Regions from separate parts of the Triticum aestivum genome. Here region 1 is linked to region 2. A link is a contact called in public Hi-C data. All regions are on one chromosome and are shown on one strand. Each heading gives the region's core, a stretch centred on a gene start, on an enhancer-like site or on the middle of the called end of the contact. The rest is flanking DNA. Distances are from core to core; before and after follow the strand shown.

Region 1 (4,398 bases), core at 936-3,435, 210 kb before region 2:
CTGTAAGATGCAGAAAATGTTTCAGTGGTACTACACATGGATGACATAAATGCAAATGGATAACTATGCTTACCCCGCTACGAACTTTCTTTAGGACCTTCTTTCCCCCATCACGAAGTTTCCCGTTGGCCGAAAATTGACCATCCCACTGTTGACGAGAAAGTACTCTTTTCCTTTTCCTTCGAGACCATGGAGATTTAATTCCACCCCTGACAAAAGAAATTGATATGCTTTTAGCAAAGAGCATAAGCAGAGGTGTTGGTCAACAAACGGAAAGTCGGCAAACCAACTAGCTGGCTAGTATATACTACAGTGCCATGACGTGCATATTTCGTCTTCATAGGCAGATAGATATGACACCTAAATAGTGAATGCTTCAAGTCCTTAGTTCAATCATAATTTCATGCTTATTTAAATGCATCATACTGAATTTAAAACAGTGTGCATGAGAAATCCTTAGCCATACAGAAGATGCTACTGCTAAGAAAACTGAGGTGATTAGTTTATCAAATCAGCTTCATATGGAACAAGTTCCCTGCAGTTACGGTTTTCGAAATTACTATTATACTAAAATTGGGCAACTTTTGGGACAGGTTAATGTTAACTGCATCAATAGGTTTTATACTGCTCACCCATATTTCAAATCAACCATATATAGCCAAACCTTACATTAATTTCTAACATATAAGCTCAAGCTCGAAATGGGGCTGCAGTCAGGTTGAGAGAAAATTTCGGGTCAGCATAGATGAAATTACTTCAGTGAGAACGTATGATCATTTATATGTAGTTTTTTTATACTATATCACTACGTTGGTGAAAACAAATAAGCTGAAAGGCAACAGGATAATAAGTAAAACCTAAATGTATGTGTTTTGGGAACTGGTTTGTGGCACACAAGCTTAGATGGTTCATGATTGACAACGTTCCGTAACTCCACGTTAGCACAATTGCACAGAAGGAACTAGCTCAACTTTATAGGTAGCCGTGCCGTTCAGTGTGAAAGCTTCACTATCAATCAAACCAAACAAAAGCATAACATATTCAGTATTACTAATTTTTAAAGTTTTATTCAGTATAATTTTGGGATAAAATTTTGCTTTCCTTGGGGGGCAAGGTCACCCCCAAGGTCCTACATACCATGACATCTAACATTAAGAATCAACAAAAGCAACCTGAAGTAGTAGCTATTAATTCAAGCTAGCAGCAAGCAAGCTACCACTCGATTCAAACACCAAAATTCAAGCTGGCAGCAAGCAAGCTACCTCTCGATTCGAACACCAATGCGCATCGATACCTGAACTAATTCCTTAAGGCGACCAAGGAGTCTGTAATTTGACCACTAACATTATCACTAGGCCGGACCATACCTCGCATACTTAAAACTCACAAAAGAGGCATATTTGGAATAAAGTATAGAGCTAACTCATTCGTAGAAATGACAAGTGGTTGAAGGACTTAGCCAAGCCATCACCACACGATCTACTCTAATCGAGGCTGCAATGTAAAGCTCGACTGGATCGAAACAGAACGCAAAAAAACAAATTCGAGCATTTCAGTGGCCTCCAGGCCACCAATTCAACTACAGCGAGGTATGCCGGAGTGCATAGCACCAGATCAGAAGCTACGGAAAGGCTAAAAAGTTGGCATTTTTACTCGCTGGCTTTGGCCAATCCAGAGGGGGGAGGGGAGGGAACCCACCGATCCGAGCGCGGCGAGGAGGAGGCGGCGGGCGAGGACGAAGACGAGGCCGCGGCCGCCGCCGCCGAAGCAGACGCCAAGGCGGGCACGGAGCTCCCCGCGGCCGCGGCGGCCGCCGCCGCCGCCGCCGAGGAGGAGGAGGAGTTGGACGAGGCGGCCGCGACGAGGAGCGAGCGGATGTGGATCCAGGAGGAGGAGGGCGGGGACGAGGCGGCCGTGGGCGAGGAGGAGGAGGACGGAGAGGTCGAGGTGCTGGATCGCCGCAGGGCCTTCATGTCCGTCGGTCCGTCGGTCCCTCTCACCCACCTACTACCCTCCACGCTTTCCCACTAGCAGCAGCAGCACGGCCTCCGCCCCCGCCTCCCCGGCGCCATCCCCGCCGCCCCAGGATCTCGTCGCCGGCGCCGCGGAGCCTGCCACAGGTTAATCCGGTTTTTCCCCCACCGTGCTTTAACTCTAAGCTTTTGGCAAATGGACAGAAGTGGTAGGGGAGAGGGAGGGAGGGGGGGCATGTGACGCCAGTAAAGCCACACACACACACACACGGAGAGAGGGGAGTGGGTGGGGGTGCCGTGCGCGCTTCAACGGGCCCGGTCCGGGCTGCCACGCGGGGCCCGCCGGCCAGCGAGACACGCGGCATCGATGGCCAGACCTACCGCCGCTAGGACACGCATCGCAGGACACTCAACGGCCCAGCATTGAAGAGTCCCACGGCCGGCCGGCGTCCTCGGCTCTCTAGGTCAACTTCCCAAGATCTTTGCCTTTTTTTTTCTCAGTTATTGTACCCATGTTTATCCTCATTCACTGGCTACCTTCTCATTTTGATAAAAAATCGGTTTGTTGATGTACTCCTGGTCGCAAGGTTGAGTCTTTGGGTCAGACATCTGGTAGATGATGGGAAATGGGAGGATATCCATCCACACGGCTTGTTCTAGAGTTTCTTCGAATTTCTATTGTGTTGTATACAGGCCAATAGTGGTGTGCGGTGGAGTTGCCAAACGGCGTGGGCGGGCGGGATGGATGCGATGGAAGTTTGACTCTGTCGGCCGACACGTTTAGCCCGTGGAAGATCCATCTGGTGTTTAGGTAGCCAGTCAAGTCAACGGTTGACATAATAAGCATTTTTCGCTTGGGAGAAACGGAAGATGTCTGCTGTTGTTGTTGCGTGGACTCGTCTATCATCCGCTCTCTGTTTGAACTGGTCGCGCGCGTTCATCCGTTCGTTCGTTCATTCATGGATGGCACTGCTACGTGCCAAAATTAATACGTACTGACATGCCATGATAACAACGTACTCCTGTGCCCCCTTGGCGCGATGGTAGCTGCCAAGCTCCTCGGGCATGCATCTACGTTGGTGGCGCTGGCAAGCCAAAAATATTGTGCTGGTAATAGAATTTCTTATTTAAGCCCAGCTGCTGCTGCTAGTACAAAAATGAAAAACGCGCTTGCTCGAGGAGCATGGAATTTTCACTTGAAATTGCTCGAATATCTTCGCTTGCATGTATGCTGCATATTTTCATCGCCAAGAGTACGATCACCAAAATATATGAAGGCTTCCCCCCTCCGCATACAGACACAAAATTGCTAAAAATTGGGCTACATAAATTCTCCTCAAGGTGGGGCCTACATGTCAACGTGTCTTACTTCTTCCCCAAATCCCCCGTCTGTCATCTGCCATCACGGCATCCACTCATGTTGCTTATTGGCCTCCCTGGTCTCCTTACTACCACCACCTCCCTCCGCCTTCACATTCTCATCCTCTACCACCAACACCATCGCATCCCACCAGGGATGGAGCCAGGATTTAAGCATAGGGGGGGCGAAGACAATGGCACATGAGATTTTTTTTTCCCTTATGTTAACCCCCTTTACATCATTTTATTAACAAAATTAACCCCCTCTTAAATTCGTAAGAGAAAAAATAGATAGCAAATCTAAGCACTGATAGAAATACAACGACATAAGAGATGTAGATTTGTGAAATTTTATAGTGGCATAATTTTTGGATTAGGAGTTTGCATATCAATTAAATATTGGTCCGGCTATTACCTTGGTTCTTGGAATCCTCAGATTCATCATTTCCTCTAAAGAGACATAGAAATTATATATGTTTGGAACTAAATCATTCTTGCTTACCTCATGACATCAATAAAAATCTTTAGACTTAGTTCGGATTAGGTTGCTCCCCTTCGGTAGGTTGCACGTCGTTTGCAGTGGCATCATGTTTCGATGGTTGGGATCTTGAATCAATTCCGCTTTCTTCCTCTTCATGTCTACTGTCTACACAAGCACAAATAAAAAACAGAAAATGTATAATTGATTTTTAATGCCTATAGTCTGTATGACTATATTTCTATAATTTGTGAAGGCACGAACTAATCTAATTTGAACATAAACGACCTTTTTCCCCTTGTGTTTTTGCCGCTCATCAGTGCGTTAAGCCTTCCGGCAACATGTTTGTGGTCCGTAGATCGATGTCTCCCTGTCCGGGCGTCCCCTTCCCTTCTCCGCTTCTCGGTGGCGGCACGGCCGCGCGATGGGAAAGATTCGATCACAGCAATCCCTAGTGGCGTGACCGCCCGATGGAAAGATCCGATCGCAGCAGTCGTCCCTGGCGGCTTGGAAACGAAATTAGCAGCCATATGTGCGTGCGTAGTTCCACGATGGCCTTTTTCCAAGCCGATATGGCTCCTAATATAA
Region 2 (4,160 bases), core at 1,225-3,724:
CCGCCTCCTTGTCGGTGAACCAGGTGAATTCTCCATCATCAAGTATAGCCATCTCAACAGGGAGCAAATCAGATGTCTTCTTGTCCGAAATCGCCTTCTGCACTGCACCGGCTTTCCCAGCCCCAGTTACCACCATGGCGACATATGCGGACGAGTTGATCACCGGAAACGTGAATGTGATTCTCTGTGGTGGCGGCTTTGGAGAGTCCAAGATGTGGGTGACCCACTTCTTGTTCTCTTTAACAAGAGGATGGCCTGGGAAGAGAGAGGCGATGTGACCGTCAGGGCCCATGCCAAGAAGCTGGAGATCAAACCTGGGAAACCCAGTTGTCTTTGACATTGCAAGGACGCCATTCTTAACAAGTTGCTTCAAGATAGTTTCATAGTCCTCTGCTGCTCCCTCAGCAGACAAGGCATCATTGATAGCATACACTTGACCAGCAGGAATTGGTACCTACAAAGTAGAAGACATGACCCAGTTAAAGACTTCTCAATAGGTAGAAAGTTACATGTAGCTACAAAACTGATGAGAATGGAACAATTATACATAAGTAAGAATGTGTCACTATCTAAAGAACTGCAACTAAACATGTCACAGAAAATGAAAGTTGTATCACTTGAAAAAGCTGCAGATTTACAGGATTGATCTTTGCAAATGTTTTACCAGGTCACATAAACTGAACCTATGTAAGACCATATTTAGCCAGAACCGCATGTTATCTGTACCAGCTGTCTAGGTATTTTCCAACTGAAGCTAACATACCTACCCCAACTTGTTTGGGACTAAAGGCTTTGTTGTTGTTGTTGTTGTTGTTGTAAGCTAACATAAATATGGCGTTATGCCATACATGCAAATGACTTTGCACATCACTAGAATTTGTATGATAAATTAATAACATGAGTTTAATTATGATCTTCTTTAGCCAGGTATGCTGCACATGATTTTATATAGAAGTGCACGACAGGAGACACCATATGCTTTCATACTCACCAAATTTCTTACAAGGCATGGATTCATACACTCAGATATAGCTCCAAATCTATCCAAAGTTAACATGGTGAAGCTAAATGACCTGTTACCAAATCCAAGCATATAATCCTATTCCTTTACAACTCCCCGTCACTACAAGACACAAATTATGTCTTCCAAATGCCCTAAATTACCGTAGGAAAGACCTATATGGGTGGAAACCGGCAGTTGTTACCATAGATTCAAGCACGGCGGTCCACACTATCGAAAGGACTAACTAAACTTCTCGCAGAAAATGGAAGTTGCATCACTTGAAAAAGCTACAGATTTACAGGGTTGAATGTCACAAATGTAACTGAACTTATGTAAGATCACGTTTTGCAAGAATCACATGTTATCTGTACAGCTGATCACATGCATGATTTCCAACTGAAGTTAACATAAATATGACATGATGCCATACAAGCAAATGATTATGAGCATCGCTACAATTTGTACGATAAATTGATAACACAGGTTTAAATATGACCTTTTGTAGCCAGATATGTTGCGCATGGTTATATAGAAATGCACGGTGTGGAGGAGAGGGGCCATATGCTCTCACAAATATAATCGCTGAAATTCTTACTAGGCATGGATACACTCAAACAGCCCCAAATTTATTCGGAGGCTAACATGGTGAAGCTAAATGACCTGTTACCAATCCAGGCATTGCCATAATCCTGTTCCTCCATAACTCCCCATCACTTTCAAGCAAAAAATAAATAAATTATATCCTCCAAATGTCCTACCTTACGATAGGAAAGGCCTAAATGGGTAGATAACCGGCAGTTGAAAGGGGTAAATCTAGGAAGAACCCGTGGGGAATACCTTGGAGAGGAACCCATCCAGGGCGAGCTTGTAGTTGCTATCCTCGTGGTCCTTGGGCACGACCCTCTCGTCTACCCAGAACACATGCCACTTGCTCCAGTCAACCGTCTCCAGGTACGGCGCCTCCGTCAGCTTCCTGCGAAGCCAAAAGAAATCAGGGATCCTCACGCGATCCGGGAGACCCCGAGCAGCCAGAGAACGAGCGATCTCCGGGGAGGACGGGCGGGAACGAACCTGAGGGCGTAGATGAGGGATCCGCCGGAGAGCACGACGGTGACGGCGCCCCTCTCGGCGGCGAACTTCGCGGAAATATCCGCTGTGTACTTGGCCAGGGCCACCGCGAGGTTCTCCTCGGCGTCGAAGATGAGCAGGTCCCTCTTCGAGGAGGCGGCGGGGGCCGGGGCGGCCATCGCGGCGGCGGGGAGGAGGACGGGGGTCGTGCGCGCGGAGGAGAGGAGGCGGGGACGGGGGCAGGACCGGAGGCTCCGGACCGGGACGAGGGACGCCGGCGGCGAGCGGCGGCGGGCGAGGAGGGGAGGCAGGGAGGAAGATGCGGCGGCGGAGACGGAGACGGACATGGAGGTGGACATGTTATATGCGGGGTGTGGGGCTGGTGGCGGAGGCGACAGGTGGGTGGTGAGGCTCGCCGCGTTTTGTACCGTTGAGATCCTGATAGACGGCCGGCGTGCGGAGAAAGCCAGGCGAAGAAAGTGCGCCCAGCACTCCTCAAAATGTTCCAAATTCGCCGTTCCTTTGCCCGAGCAACTCAACGGCCGACCAAACTGATGGTGAATTTGACCGCCTTTTGTTCTTTTGGGTTAGTCAGGCAGACACGAGTGTCCGTTTCTGGGTCAGCACGTGCGCCCAACACTGATGCGACCCATTTCGACGGTGTAATAAAAAAGGACGGCCCCGCCACAAGGTCAGCTTAAAAAAAGATGACCGTCGTCGCTGACACGTGAGTCCGAGGTCATAAATTAAGCTGACCGGCAAGGTGACGGGTAGTTAGGCGACCGCCAGGTGGAGCCGCGGCGAACATCGAGAAGGCACGCGTGGTGTTCGTTCCGCGTCCGCACCGACGCATTTGGGGCGCAAATTTGGGCCGCAAATGCGTCGGCGCGGACGCAAAGCGGACGCGTTTTGGGTTTGGGTCGGCGCGTTAGTCCTCTTCTTTTGTCCGCGCGAATCCAAACGGACGGCGGCGGACGAAATAAGACGCCTCGTTGGAGTTGCTCTTGGGCCAATTAGTTTGCCAAGAATTTGTAAGAGAAATAGGAGTAGATGGATACTCATTGAAAATTATGTGTGTGTTTTGGCAAAAGATCAAAAACAGATTCAAAATATGTGATGGGCGAATATATTTTTTGGCAAGGCTAGTTTTGGCACCAAACAACATACATATATTCAACAACAAAAATACATACATACATTCATGGCTTGTTTCAAACGTAGGATAGACAATACAAGGAATGAAAACATAATGTTTGTGCAGATGTTAATAATCCCCCCAAATGGTAGAGAAATGGCAGAATTCCTATAGTTATTTATAAAGTTAATCAACGAACAAAAGGTCGCCTTGGGAACATTTCACAGATTCATTCCTATGGATTTTTTCTGTTCCAAGCAATTCTTAACTAAAAGTTGTTGTAAAGAACATTCTTAGCTTCTGTTTTATCCAAGGGATAAATGCCCTCAAGCTTTTACAAAGAATGATATGCCCAGAATTCAATGAGCAAAGTTACCACCAAAAGTTAATGCCAGTTTTATTACGCGACAACATAATAAAAACGGTAACATGGTACCACCAAATGCATCATTCAATAAACTTTTCGAACTTGTGTATCTTCCTTGCCATTGGCTCAATGCGTCACAATAATAACTAGGGGGATGCCAACGTCCAACCGTCAAACGTACATTATCCATGATCTCCATCTTTGAAACCTCTCCTTTATTCTCAAATAAAATTCTTCTTAAAGTCATTTATCCTCAAATAAAATTCTTCTTAAAGTCAATGAAGATAGTATGTATGACCGGCAAGATATTCTAACTCTGTGAGGTTTGCTTGGGACAAACAGTGGATTAACCTATCTATCATGTTTAGCAAGTTCGTAGGGGGGGGGGGGGGACAAATGCAGTTGCAAGAATTAGGTTTAAATGGGGAATCAAGAAACGAGAAATATTTGGTATTGCTTGTCTATGTGGCAAATTCTACGAGCTAGACTGTTGGTTGTTTGAAGGATCAGATTTAGGCAACAATCCATGGTTGTACAAGAAGACTTCTTCTAAAGCTGGTAAAGAAACCTGACTAGGGCATGTGCAA

What was found. Hi-C and Micro-C count contacts between places; a contact is called where the count stands out from the background.
Region 1: a contact with region 2 is called in a Hi-C map of leaf, with 4 times the contacts expected there. The contact joins the promoter of LOC123112791 here to the promoter of LOC123112790 in region 2. A contact is called at or near these places in 1 of 5 Hi-C or Micro-C datasets (leaf) and 1 of 1 datasets of contacts at active chromatin or transcription factors (leaf).

The regions. Positions count from the first base shown.
Region 1 is chr5B:502,364,908-502,369,305 of IWGSC CS RefSeq v2.1, reverse strand. It overlaps LOC123112791 (rab GTPase-activating protein 22), which reads right to left and starts at 2,185. Exons shown (of 5, transcript XM_044533886.1): 1 at 1,699-2,185; 2 at 74-209. The coding sequence starts at 1,973.
Region 2 is chr5B:502,151,096-502,155,255 of IWGSC CS RefSeq v2.1, reverse strand. LOC123112790 (probable 6-phosphogluconolactonase 4, chloroplastic) reads right to left here and starts at 2,474. Exons shown (of 3, transcript XM_044533884.1): 1 at 2,075-2,474; 2 at 1,841-1,976; 3 at 1-454. The coding sequence starts at 2,430.